2 separate regions of the Oryctolagus cuniculus genome follow, and region 1 is linked to region 2. The links are chromatin contacts, called in public Micro-C maps. All regions are on one chromosome and are shown on one strand. Each heading gives the region's core, a stretch centred on a gene start, on an enhancer-like site or on the middle of the called end of the contact. The rest is flanking DNA. Distances are from core to core; before and after follow the strand shown. Region 1 has its middle 350 kb from the start of TNS3. Region 2 holds the start of IGFBP3 (insulin like growth factor binding protein 3).

Region 1 (6,837 bases), core at 3,218-5,717, 450 kb before region 2:
AGTCTGGAACACCGGGCTCCCTGGCCCCTGAAATTCTCTTGAAACCACTGGTCATAGAATTTTGTCAATGCTGGTTCCCTCCCTCCCTCCCTCCTCCTCCTCCTCCTTCTCCTCCCCCCCCCCTCCTCCTCCTTCTCCTCCTCCTTCTTCTTCTTCTCTCTCTCTCTCTCCCTCCCTCTCTCTCTCCCTCTTTCTTTTTACAGATATATTTATTTGAAAGGTGAGTTACAGGAAGAGAGGGAGAGATGGGGAGAAAGGGAGAGAGGGAGAGAGAGGGAGGGAGCGAGGTCTTCCATCTGCTGGTTCACTCCCCAGTTCGCCACAGCGGCCAGGGCTGGGCCAGATGTCTGGAGCCAGGAGCTGCCTCCGGGTCCCCTGCACGGGTGGCAGGAGCACTTGGGCCATCGTTTGGTGTCTTCCTAGGCGCATTGGCAGGAAGCTCCATGAGAAGTGGAGCAGCTGGATTGCGACTTGGCCCACTGCCCCTCAGTGCCAGCCCCGCCAGGAGTTCTTTAACACCTTCCTCCGCCTCCCCAGCCAATGCTTTCTCACTCTGCTGGCACGATTTTGGTAATTCCTGCATCCCTAGAACGATGTCCGTCTCATGTGGGTTTTCAAATTTATTTCTACAAATGTTTGCAGAGTGCTCTTGTTTTACATACAGATTTGATTCTGCTTGTTCAATGATCGTTTTTCCTACATCATTTCTTATTTAAGTTTGTGATTTCTCCCTTTTCTTCCAAATTAAGCTAGTTAGTTCTATGTCTCTTTTGTTAATTAGAAAAGCGTAAGTTTGGTTATTGGTCCTTGCTATTTGTAATTCTGTCTAATTAATTTCTGCTTCTTAATCATTTCCTCTATACAGCTTTCTTTTGGGTTACTTTGCTATTCTTTTTCTACTTTTATTTTTGAGGTAGAAAGTTCATTCACTATTTTTTTTTAAAAGATTTATTTATTTATTTGAAAGGCAGAGTTAGAGATGCAGAGGTGGAAAGAGAGACAGGTTTTCCATCCACTGGTTCACTCCCCAAATGGCCAAAACGGCTGGAACTGGGCCCATCTGAAGCCAGGAGTTCTTCCTGGTCTCCCATGTGGTGCAGGGTTCCAAGGCCTTGGGCCATCTTCTACTGCTTTCCCAGGCCACAGCAGGGAGCTGGATTGGAAGTGGAGCATCCGGGTCTTGAACCGGTGCCCATGTGGGATGCCGGCACTGCAGGCAGCAGCTTTACCCACTACACAACAGCACTGGCCCCTCATTCACTTATTTTCATTCTTTAATTTTTATTGATAAATGCATTTATTGTTTGTTTTCATTACCACTTCAGATGAATCCTCCATCTTCAGATAGGTAGTGTGTTCATTGTCCTTTTTTCTTTGAGTTTTGTCTCTATTCTTTCACCCACGAGTTGTGTGATAGGAGTTTTCTCAATGTTCAGGTGCGTAGGTGTCTGTGGCTGTGCATTTGTGATTGGGAACGGATCCTGCCAGTAGTGAGAAGTAGCTCACGAGCGACCAGGCTTCAGATGAGCCCCGTGTGGCGTCTCCACCCCAGCCTCTGGGACCCACAGCGTGGCCCAGCTGTGCTGCACGGGGCCCTCTGGGCTGCAGACGGAGTCGCTGTCGGGCAGGGAGTCTGAGGCGACTCATGCAGCAGGCAGAGCTGCACCTGCACCTGGACCTGTGGGACTCGAAATGTGTGAGTGGCTTTGGAACCGAACCAGGGGCGAGGGCTGAGGCGGACAGAGCCCAGGCGGTTGGGAATGGACTGGGGTGGGAGCCTGGACCTCGACGGCAGCAGCATGAGGTCCAGAGAAAGTCAGGTGGACACCGCGGGTGCAAAAGGAGTTCAGATGTGCGTCACTGGACACAGGAAGAGATGGGGGTGCGTCACTGGACACAGGAGGAGGTGGGGTGTCACTGGACACAGGAGGAGGTGGGGTGTCACTGGACACAGGAGGAGGTGGGGGTGTCACTGGACACAGGAGGAGGTGGGGTGTCACTGGACACAGGAGGAGGTGGGGTGTCACTGGACACAGGAGGAGGTGGGGTGTCACTGGACACAGGAGGAGGTGGGGGTGCATCACTGGACACAGGAGGAGGTGGGGGTGTCACTGGACACAGGAGGAGGTGGGGTCATGTTTTTGGGCACAGGAGGAGGTGGGGTCGTGTTTTTGGGCACAGGAGGAGGTGGGTGCATCACTGCACACAGGAGGAGGTGGGGTCGTGGTTTTGGGCACAGGAGGGGGCATCACTGGCAGCAGCGGATTGCAGCTTATTTCCTGAGTCGTGTGACCAGCAGTGCCTTGAGCAGTGAGTTGAGACAGAGATGGCCAACAAGTGTTGACGAGGCTGCCTGTGGTTTGCGTGTTTGCTGCCTATGGGGAACGCCAGGGAGAGACAGACGGAGAGGACTGTGAAGCAAGGAGGAATTGCAACCACACGGCTTTTTTTTTTTTTTAGGTTTATTTTATTTATTTGAAAGAGTTATAGAGAGAGGCAGAGAGACAGAGAGAGAGAGAGGTCTTCCAGCTGCTGGTTCACTCCCCAGATGGCCACAATGGCTGGAGCTGCTCCAATCCGAAGCTAGGAACCAGGAGCTTCTTCTGGGTCTCCCACGTGGGTGCAGGGCCCCAAGGACTTGGGCCATCTTCTGCTTTCCCAGGCCACAGCAGAGAGCTGGATTGGAACCAGCACCCATATGGAATGCCGGCGCTTCAGGCCAGGGTTGTGGTGTTTTTTGTTTGTTTGTTTGTTTGTTTGTTTGTTTTTTCCGACAGGCAGAGTGGACAGTGAGAGAGACACAGAGAAAGGTCTTCTTTTGCCATTGGTTCACCTTCCAATGGCTGCCAAGGCCGGCGCTCTGCGGCCAGCGCACCACGCTGATCCGATAGCAGGAGCCAGGTGCTTATCCTGGTCTCCCATGGGGTGCAGGGCCCAAGCACTTGGGCCATCCTCCACTGCACTCCCTGGCCACAGCAGAGAGCTGGACTGGAAGAGGGGCAACTGGGACAGAATCCGGTGCCCCGACCGGGACTAGAACCCGGTGTGCCGGCACCGCAAGGCAGAGGATTAGCCTAGTGAGCCGCGGCGCCGGCCTAAGGCCAGGGTGTTAACCTGCTGCGCCACAGCACTGGCCCCAACTGCACGGCTTTGAGAATGCTTTTTGCCTTATTGCCTGGCGAAGGCTCCCACAAGTGAGAGGCATCTGGCTTGGTGTGTGCGAGGGGACACCTTTGCTGGTCTTCAGAGTGACCACACGACGACCACCTTCACTCACCCAAAGACAGTTTCAGGGATTTCGGCTGCGATAGCCCAGGGAGTTTAAGGGTCTTGTGTCCCGGTGACTCGGGTAAGCACCAGACACCGAACCAGGGGCGGGGCTCCTGTACAGTGGAGCAGAGTCCGTGGAAGACCCACAACGTTCCTCAGAAAGTGGTCTCGTGAGAAGCAGCCCGCTCGGGCTGCGAGGGGCAGCGAGCAGGTGGGAGGGCGGGAGGGCCCCTCTCGACCCCAGGCAGGCAGCAGGCTGGTGGACACAGAGGTGCACAGAGACGCGTGCTGCCTCCAGGAAGGGGAGGACGGCTCAGAGGCCGAGCGCGAGCCCAGGGGACAGAGGGGGCCGGGAGATCACCGAGGGCTCAGAGCCTAGTGGAGAGCTGCCATTTTCCCAGCCAGATTCCAGAGCCTCCACGCCCCGGGACCCCTCCTGCCCCCTTTTTAAGTCATCCGTTCCTTGAGCCAGATGCCCTCGTCTTTTCCTTCTGTGCAGTGACTGCTGGGATTTTGAGGCTGCGTGGTCCGCCCTTGTGTTTCCATGTGCACAGCTGGAAGGGCTTGACCTCCAGGAGCTGCGCCGGTCTCCCGCCTGGAGACCCCCTTCAGGCGGATTTAGACCTGATTTAGATGACTGCCATGCCCCCCAGCCCAGTGGAACCCATCGGCCACTGTTTCCACAGTCAGAAAGCCGACCTGTACGGATTTCCAGTTACTTACAAGCGTGTCTAACCATCACGCAAATCCTGTTTGTGACTGCTGTATGGTCCTCACTCCGTCCTCGTCTACGTGAACAAGAAGCATCCCAGAGAGACCATGTAGCCCTGCTGAGGAAGGTCACACAGCTCGGGGCTCAGGAGACACTGTCGCTACGCCACAGCCACAGCCCTGCACGCTCCGAGCAGCGGACGCCGGCAGCTGCTGTGGGTGGAGTACGCGGCTCCTGGGGACAGCTCCCCGTCTCCCGCTGGTGAACCCCTAACGCTTCCGTAGTTGACTGAAGTTGTGGAAAGTCACTTGTCCCCTCGGTTGGCTCCTCGGGTCCTGTAACACCCAATCATATTCAGTCTTGGGCAGAAAAATGTTGCATTGGGCTGGGTTGGCTCTCCTCTGCCTTGGTGCAGTCCGCTCCTTGTTGCTGCTACCAGAGCCTTGTCCTGGAAACGGCTCCTTCGTCTGGGCCACAGTTCCCATTTACCCGAAATGCCACAGCCCACGCTCAACAAAGCACTTCTCGTCATCGCACTGACCCCGCGAAACGGCTGGAGCAGGGCTAAGTTAGGCTTTCCGTCTCCTGCCTCTGCGGTGTTTTGCTGTTTCTTCCGATCAGAGTCCCGCTTCCTTCCCTCATAGGAAGGCACCCCTGTGTGGCTGCTTCTGAAAGGAAAACGTGGAAGCCCGAGGCAGAGGGCTGCTGGCCTCGCCGCCCCACGCCGTGAGTCTGAGGCAGCTCCAGAACCGCGGCCGCGGCCCTGCGTCCGTGTGCCGGTCCCACGGCGGGGCCGGTGGCGCTCCGCCGCCCTGGCTGCTTCCTGTGAGGGCTCAGTGCCCTCTTTCAAGGCTCGCCCACGCACAGGCTGGTTTCTTTGTGGAAAAGCAGAGATATTTTCGGCCTAAGTAAACAATGAGAAGGGTCGGGGATTGAGTAAGGGCATGGTGATCTTGTTTGCTGGGTTCCCAGGCTTTGAAACAATTCAGAGTTGATGAGAAAGTCCTTTAAAGTCACAGCCGTTCCAGCAAACACAGAGGAGTCCTGAAACAGCTGGAGCAACTGCAGTCAACACTGATTTTTCTTTAAACTTTGCTCTTGAACTTCCACGATAGGGAAAGATTTCAACAACTTTACAAAACCCCTGCTGTAAACTCAATTTCAGTTCAAGAGTCATTGTGGAGCTCTTATGTCAGCGACAGGCCAGTCTTCTGTTTGGTGCTGTCATGTGTTACGGCATATATGTGGGTGAGTGGTCAGAAATGTGGAAGGAGGACACGGTGGGTTAAGGTTTACTGGAGCTCAGAACTGCTTCCAGCCGGCTCCCTGTTAGTGCACCGGGAAGGCAGTGGAAGGTGGCCCGAGTGCTTCTGTCCAGGCCACCCACGTGGGAGACCCAGATGGGGGTCCTGGCTCCTGGTTTCAGCCTGGCCCAGCCCCTGCCAGTTGGGGAGTGAGCCAGCAGATGGGAGACCTCTCCCTCCCCCTTCCCTTCCCCCTCCCCTCCCCCTCCCTTCTCCCTCCCCTCCCCCTCCCCTCCCCCTCTCCCTCCCCCTTCCCTTCCCCCTCCCCTCCCCCTCCTCTCCCCCTCCCCTCCCCCTCCCCCTCCCCTCCCCCTCCCCCTCCCCCCCATCCTATGCTGCTTGGCCTTAAAGTAAGTAAATGTGGAAGTAGCAGGGCCCAGCACTGAGAACTCTCTGAAGGCCCTTTGCTCCTGGGTGTGGAGGGCAGGGAAGGCGAGCACGGCGCAGACGGATGGCTGGAGCAGAGTCCAGCGCTGGCTTCGAGTGAGCCACGTGGCCGCAGGGTCCTGTGCTGTGTATTCAGCAGGTGACGTTCAGCTGGCAATCAGTAGGCGCCCATTGCTGGGCCAGCTTCCTCGGTCACCGGGGGCCAGTGCATTGTCTGCGCTCCGCAGGTCTTCTTCGCTCAGGCCTGCACTGCCTGCCTCTCTCCCTGCACCTCCGCTCCGTGAGGCTCCTCCTTTGTGGGAGACACAGGGTCATGTGCGAGGACATTTCTTGTGCCCCGAGGACCGTGGAGGGTGACCGGGGATCCTTGTGGGGTTCCCCTGCCAGCCCGAGATACCAGCTTCTGCATGTGACAAGCTTCTGTGTGCAAAGTCTCAGGAGGACGCTCGGGGACAGACACTTCCTGCTGCACACAGGGCAGCTGGGAGCTTGTGCTGCGAGCGTCCTGCAGCAGCTGTCCGGGAGCCAGCATCCGGAGCAGCCGCGGCACAGGGCGCCCCGTTGTCCGGTGGCCTCAGACTACCTTCGTGGATCCCTTGGTGGATCCGCAGGGCAGGCGGCAGGCAGCCGGTGCGTAGACCAGGGAGAAGCCGCGTGTTCTCACCGCGGAGACAGCGCGAGGGCAGGGGACGTGCAGGAGGCAGTCTGACCCCACGGAGGTACTCCTCCCTCGCATTAGCGCAGGTCCACAGGGGGTGTGCACCGTGGCCGTCTGTGCCCTACATCTGCTCAGAAATGAAGTGCCGTATCGGCAGAGCCTCCGGTGCCACGGCCGGCGGGGCTGGCTCTCACTGGGCCGGCTGATCCCGGGTTCTTCCCTCCAGCCCTGGCTCGGGCAGAGCGTCCCGCTTTTGCCGGTCTCGGCACGCGCCATCCTCTCTCTCCTTTGCCTGCTGCTCGACAGGAGCTCCCGGAGCCGCTTCTCATGGGAACCTCTGGCGGCGGCGTCCCAGCCCATCTGAGGGCAGTCCTGGTTAGAGATGAAGTGGGGAGGTCTCTGTTACTTCTTCCTGTTTGTTTGAAAGGCAGAGGGCAGGGAGAGAAGTGTGTGTGTGTGGGGAGAGAGAGAGAGAGAGAGAGAGAGAGAGAGAGAGAGAGATATTT
Region 2 (6,281 bases), core at 1,402-3,901:
GTGTGTGTGTGACAGCAGCCATGTCTCTGTCCCTACAGGGCCAGGTGTGTGTGTGTGTGTGACAGCAGCCATGTCTCTGTCCCTACAGGGCCAGGTGTGTGTGTGGGTGACGGCCATGTCTCAGTCCCTACAGGGGCAGGTGTGTGTGTGGGTGAGGCAGCCATTGCAGTGCTGTCAGCAGCCGCATGTCGGCAACTGATGGTTTCTAAAGCATTGCCAGGCACCTAGTACAGAGCTGGGGACCCCCCACAGGCAGGCTGGGCCAGGGAAATGCCCCTCCCCTCAGAGCCCCGGGAATCCACCCCCATCAGAGCCCCCCAGTGCAGACACGGAAGCTTTCTGCTGAGTGCCACGGAGCCCTGGAAATCGGGTCCCCATCGTCATGGGGCCCTGGGAGTGTGGCCCTCTGTGTTCTGAGTGGAGCGGTGCTAGGTGCTCGGTGAGCCTGCACCCCAGGGGACCTCGGAGGCCCCGGGCAGCCTGCCCTCTGGGCCTGAGCAGAGAGATGCAGAGGCCATCACCACGCGGTGAAAGGTGCCCGTCAGCGGTGGCGCAGCCTCAAAGAAGTGAGTGGCTTATGGCCTCTGAGCCCAGGGGTCACGACGCGTGGGACAGCGCTGGGCGGCGCTCCAAGCCACCGCAGAACGCCCCGCTTTGTGTGAACAGCACGCCCGGGAACGAAGCCTGACCCCACCCACGTCCTCCCGCAGCCCCGCACCCCGGGTGCTTCTCCCTGCGGTTCCGGCGAGTGACAGTGGCTACGTGTGAAACACAGCGCGGCCCCGGGCGAGCCCAGGCAGTACAGGCCCTGAGAGTCCCGCAAAGCCTCGCTAGGGAGAAGCGGCCGTGGCCAGGCGCAGGGTGAGCGGCTTTGGCGTTGTCTCCAGCGCCCCCTGGGAGTTCCACACGGAACAACCCGCGCCTGCCGCCCAAACCGCAAGGCCAGGTCAGGGCTCAGGCAAGGGGCACAGAGGGGAGCCTGGGGGGGTGGGGGGGTCTCCTTCAGAGTTGCACGGTCATCGCGCGGGGCAGAAGCGCCCCAGCGCGCAGCGACCACCGAGCTCCGCAGAGGAAGCCCTGGGAATGCCGAGTCCTGGGACGCACGGCCCCTGCCCTGACCTTGTGCCCAAGGTCCCTGGGGCTATTTTAGGAGCAAGTGTACTCTGAGGGATGTTTTGTTTCCTTTCGCGTCCAGCGGCACCAGAGACCCTATTCTGGGGTGTCCAAAAGATACTGCCCAGCTCCAAGGAGCAGGCGGGACACAGGAGGCCGGAGACCAGCCGGCACCGCGGGGCTCCGGGCAGCTGCGCCCCGCGCGCACGCGAGCTGTGGCGCCCGGAACGGAGGCCAGAGGCGGCCCTCTCCTTGGCTTTGGTTTCTTCTCCTTTGCAGCGGCCCAAGCACTATCATTTTTTTTCCTTATTTACTTGCTATGAGTAAGAAATGGGGAAGCTAAACTGGTGTTTCCCGTTTTCAATGGGGGAGGGGGTGCGTATTTACGCTCCTGAAAAGGGGATAAACCCTGCGTGAGTAAACGCAAGAGACCGCGGGGAAGAAGACGGGTGCGGGAAGAGGGGCGCAGCGCCAGGCAACTGCCCCCTCCCAGGGCGAGCGTCTCCCCCCGCGGGGGTCTCACTGGTTCCCGCCAAGCATCTCACCCGGCCACTCTGGACCAGGGCCACTGGCGATCCAATCCTGGGTCACTTGCGCCCTCTATCGGTCACTCAGGGAAGGGCGCGCCACGTCGGGGGCTCGCGTGCCCGAGGAGCCACGGGACCCCAGGACTCGACTCCCGAAGGAGACCCGGGGCGAGGGGGATAGGGAGCAGCGAGAAGCCCGCCTCCGCCCCAGCGCACCACGGAGCGTGCAGTGACGGGTTACAAAGTGACCTTCAGAACCCGCAGGGCACGTTCCCCGTGCCCGGCCGAGCTGGTCAGTGGCGCTCGGCTGTGCCCACCGTGTGGCTCCGTCGCGCTTTCTCGTGGGTGTGAATCGCTGGAAACGTGTTCCAAAAACACGACGCCCCGCCCTGCTAACGGGAACCCGCCTTGAAGGAGCAAGGGTCTGGCAGGTGCCAGAGGCCGGCCTGCACAGGGCGCATTAGAGGGTCCCGGGGCTGCGCCCCCAACCCAGGGGCACTCGGCTCCGCGAAACCCCAGTGCGCGCGCACGGCCGTCCTCCCGCCTGCAGGTCTCGCGGCTTGCCCTGCCCGGGGAATTACATTTTAGAAAGCTCTGCAAGCAGACACCAAGGAGAGGGGGGCGGGCCGGTTTCCCGGTCCCAATCCGCCTCGGGGCGACCTCGCGCGAGGCGCGGCGGGGAGAGGGGGCGGCTGCGCAGGCCAGGTCAGGGCGCCGAATCGGTAGGAAGCGGCTGGGGCGGCCCGGGGCGCCCGCGGCGGAGAGCGAGCCAGGGGCGCAGCCGCTCTCGGACACCGCAGCGCAGCCAGGACGCCCGGCGTGCGCGCGGGGAGCAGGTGTCCTGGCGGTCGCGCGCCGCGCGCCCCCGCGCTCGGCCCACGCGGCACAGGGCGAGGCGCGGGCCCCCGAGCCGTGCGGCACCGGCCCGCCCCCCTCCTGGGCGCGCCGTTCCGGGGCGTGTCCTCGGCCACTCGGCTTGTATATAGCGGCCGGCGCGGCCCGGCAGCCCAGACGCGAGCGCGGCCACTCAGCGCGGAGAGCCGGCCGTGGCCTTCCCTGATCTCGCAGCTCCGCACCGCGTGCCGTCGCCCCGTCCCCGTGCGCCCCGGCCGGCCGAGCAGCGGGCCCTCGCGGCGGGCGCCATGCAGCGGGCGCGCCCCGCGCTCTGGGCCGCGGTGTTGACCGCGCTGGCGCTGCTCCGCGGGCCGCCGGTGGCGCGGGCCGGCGCCGGTTCGGTGGGCGCGGGCCCCGTGGTGCGCTGCGAGCCGTGCGACGCGCGTGCGCTGGCCCAATGCGCGCCTCCGCCCACCTCGCCCCCGTGCGCCGAGCTGGTGCGCGAGCCGGGCTGCGGCTGCTGCCTGACGTGCGCGCTGCTCGAGGGCCAGCCGTGCGGCGTCTACACCGAGCGCTGCGGCTCCGGCCTCCTGTGCCGGCCGCAGCCCGGCGAAGTGCGTCCGCTGCAGGCACTGCTGCACGGCCGCGGGTCCTGCGTCAACGCCAGCGCCGCCGGCCGTCTGCGCGCCTACCTGCTGCCGGCGCCGTCCGCGCCAGGTGAGCCGCCCGCGCCAGGTGCGCCTCCTGGGCCGAGCCTGGACGGGATGTGGGGGTGCTGCCGCGGGAAATTCTGTCCTCTTCTTTGCCCTGAGGATTGGAGCGGTGAAACTGAGGCCCGGAGAGGCGGAGGCGCCCCGCACGGACCCCCGGCAGCTGTCCGTGCGCTTCGCGCGCTCCGTTCCCCGAGTGAGAATGTCCGTGGGTTGCAAAGCGCGCTCAGTGAAACGGGCAGGCGGTTTCGGGGCTGGGGTAGCGGGAACCGAGGTTGCCGGCAAGGGCGGGACCCTGCACACGGGAGGTGCCCCCGAGCCTGGCGCGGGGCCGCTGTGGAGCGGGCTCCGCACGGTGAGCCGCGGGCGCGTCCCCGACCTGGGGATGCTTGAGGGTGGGGCCGGGGCGGGGGTTAGGCGCGGTGCTGGAAGGGGCTCCAGTCTCTGAGAACACGAACATTTGCGAGACCTGTGCTTTGCGAAGCAGGGGCCCGCCCCGGAGTGCGATTTGGGTCTTGGTGTCGGCGCGCCTGCAAACCCTGGAGTTCAGAAAGGGATGAGCAGCCGCGGGTAGCACAGGGCGTGGCTCGGAACCCCACATGCCCCCGGCGCCGCCTCACCTGTGTCGCCCAGCCCTGCGCTTGTGCGCACCGCAGAGCGTGCCCGGGGGCGCCCGGTCGCGCACAGAGATTTCAATGACAGGAAGGCGAACTGGAATCCGTCCTGGGACTGCTGCCCTTCTGCACCCGGTGGGCGGCTCCGCAAATGGCAAAGTGGGGGCGCTGGGCGCTCCCCACCCCCTAGGCCAGCCCCTCTCCAGCAGGGACCCGTCGGCCGGCTCCCTGTGTCCCTGGTGGGCAAGCCCCTCAGGGTCACGCGTTCCTAGCCTCACTTGATGGACTGAGCTCCCGCCCTGGGGTGGGAGGGGGCTTCTCCCCGCCCTGGTCCCAGCCCCAGTAACTGCTGGGTGGCAGTGGGCAAACCCATCCAGGGCTGGCGGTCTGACCTCTGTAGCCAGGGACCCCATCCTGGGGAGGCTGCTTCCTGCCGGAGCAAGGCCGGCCGTCTCCATCCCTGTGTGGGCACTTTACTGCCTTCAGAACCGGTCTCGGAAGTGCTGGTAGACCGTGCCGTTTCTAACCGGCTTTAGTAGCTCCACCATGTAGGTTGAGGTGGGTTTGCATAAGAGAATGTGCAAAGATCCAACTGATTTCTAACCAAAGAAGTTTAAAAAAAAAAATTACTCGGGGCTCTTGGGACCTGTGTTTATTTACATATTCTTGGCATCTGCTTTGTCCCAGTACTTCCTCAAAAAAGAAAAGAAATTCAAAAGTTGGAACCAAATCCAATCCATTACAGACCCGCTCTGGTGCTAAACCAGACCGTGGGAACGTCTGCTTCCCGAGGCGCAAGGGTGCTGGGGACCTCAGGGGCTGTGTTGCCAGTGAGGAGTCGGGTCCCAGAGAGACAGGGACCCCCGGGTGAGTTTCGGTGGGTGCTGCTGGGAGAGCCCAGAGGCCTGCAGCCCCTGGGAACCAGGCGTTCAATCCTTATGGCCTGCAGCCAGGGCCACGCAGGTCCCCCCACGGGCAGGCTGCCATGCGTCTGCTGTGTTCCCAGGAGGCAGCAAACTGTTCCACTGGACAGTCACCCACAGACTGGAGTGGGTGGGGTGTACCCTCCCCGGGGACATCTCCCCTAGATGTGGCCCTTGATGCCCCTGGGGACCCCACAGCCACCACGGCTTCACCCTGGAAGAGGGACCCAGTGGCCGCGGATCTGGGTGTGCGCTGAAGGCCTCAGGTGAACCGTGACCCGGCCAGCATCTGGGTCAAGCGCGGACTTTGCAGGAGAAGGGGGCCTGCAGGAGGGGGCGTCCTGCCCTCCAGGAGCCAGCAGGCTCGGTGGGCGTCCTGCGGCTGCGTCCTGGCAAGGTGTCCCAGCAGGGGCGGAGCCTGTGTGCGCCCAGTTTCAGAGCCAAGCCACCGGCACTGCCGCGGTTCTGGGCCGCGCGGCGGGGAGAAGTGGGTGACGGTCCCACTAGCAGGAGGGTACAGTCACGCCCAGACCCTGCGGTGCACGGCGAACAGGACCTCCTCCCAGCCCCGGGGCGCAGCACACACACACACACACACACACACACGCGCGCGCGCGCGGGCTTGCCTGCAACTCTCTGGCCGCTCCATGGCCTTCCGTGGCTCTCGGCCGCCGCCTGCTGGGGGAAGCGTTAGTGGCAGCTGCACAGGGCTGGTGGCTGGGTGGAGGCCACCCTGCGAGTTGTATGGAGTTGTGCCAGTGTCATGGCTTAACACCACAAGAACTGTGCTAAATTTTCAAACCAATACGATCGCCAGTTGAATACAAAGAGTAGAACGGTGGGAAAAATCTGACCACCTGAAATGAGACCTAGTTTTTATTTTTTAATATTGTGACACATCACGACTGTACACATTTTGGGGGTGCGGTGTGCAGCATTTCATGACCAGATGGGGTCCCCGGCACCTCTGTGGCCTCGGCCGCTAACCATTTCCTGGTGCTGGGAACATTCACCACTCCCCCTCCTGGCTATTTGGAGGTATTGCGGGAGCTGCCTTCAACCGTGGTTATCTGGAGGGTGACAAGCTGTTCCCCCTCCCCCCGCCCCCCCAATTCGAGGTGGTCCTCAACCCCATCCGGGGCTGTCGGTCAGCTACGCCCTGCCTCAGTCTCCCTCTCCCGCTTCCAGGGAACACCAGTGAGTCGGAGGAGGAGCGTGGCGCAGGGGGCGTGGAGGGCCAGACCATGCCCAGCACGCACCGGGTGCCCGACTCCAAGTTCCACCCCCTGCACGGCAAGATGGACGCCATCAGGAAGGGCCAGGCCAAGGACAGCCAGCGCTACAAGGTCGACTACGAGTCGCAGAGCACGGACACCCAGAACTTCTCCTCCGAGTCCAAGCGGGAGACGGAATACGTGAGCGCTTCTCCTCTGGTCCCAGTTGTCCAGGGGGTCTGGGGGAAGTGTGGGCAGCCTCTGCCCTGCATGCCCCCCAACCTTGCAGCCGGAACTGAGCGTGGGGGCGCTGAGGGGGCGGAGCTGCAGCAGGGGAAGAATGGAG

What was found. A called contact is a pair of places that touch in the nucleus more often than the background predicts.
Region 1: a contact with region 2 is called in a Micro-C map of ear pinna, with 14 times the contacts expected there. The contact joins the enhancer-like site here to the promoter of IGFBP3 in region 2. A contact is called at or near these places in 4 of 6 Hi-C or Micro-C datasets (ear pinna, psoas muscle, skin fibroblasts and 1 more).

What each region holds. Positions count from the first base shown.
Region 1 is chr16:52,943,486-52,950,322 of mOryCun1.1, reverse strand. No RefSeq gene overlaps it. Among named protein-coding and RNA genes, the nearest start is that of TNS3, 350 kb to the left of the region's middle. Within about 2 kb of position 4,467, at least 2 of the 8 cell types and tissues checked have an H3K27ac peak or open chromatin away from gene starts, as enhancers often do. A contact at or near this core is called in ear pinna, where this site is marked.
Region 2 is chr16:52,490,199-52,496,479 of mOryCun1.1, reverse strand. IGFBP3 (insulin like growth factor binding protein 3) reads left to right here and starts at 2,651. Exons shown (of 5, transcript XM_070059442.1): 1 at 2,651-3,191; 2 at 5,910-6,136. The coding sequence starts at 2,783.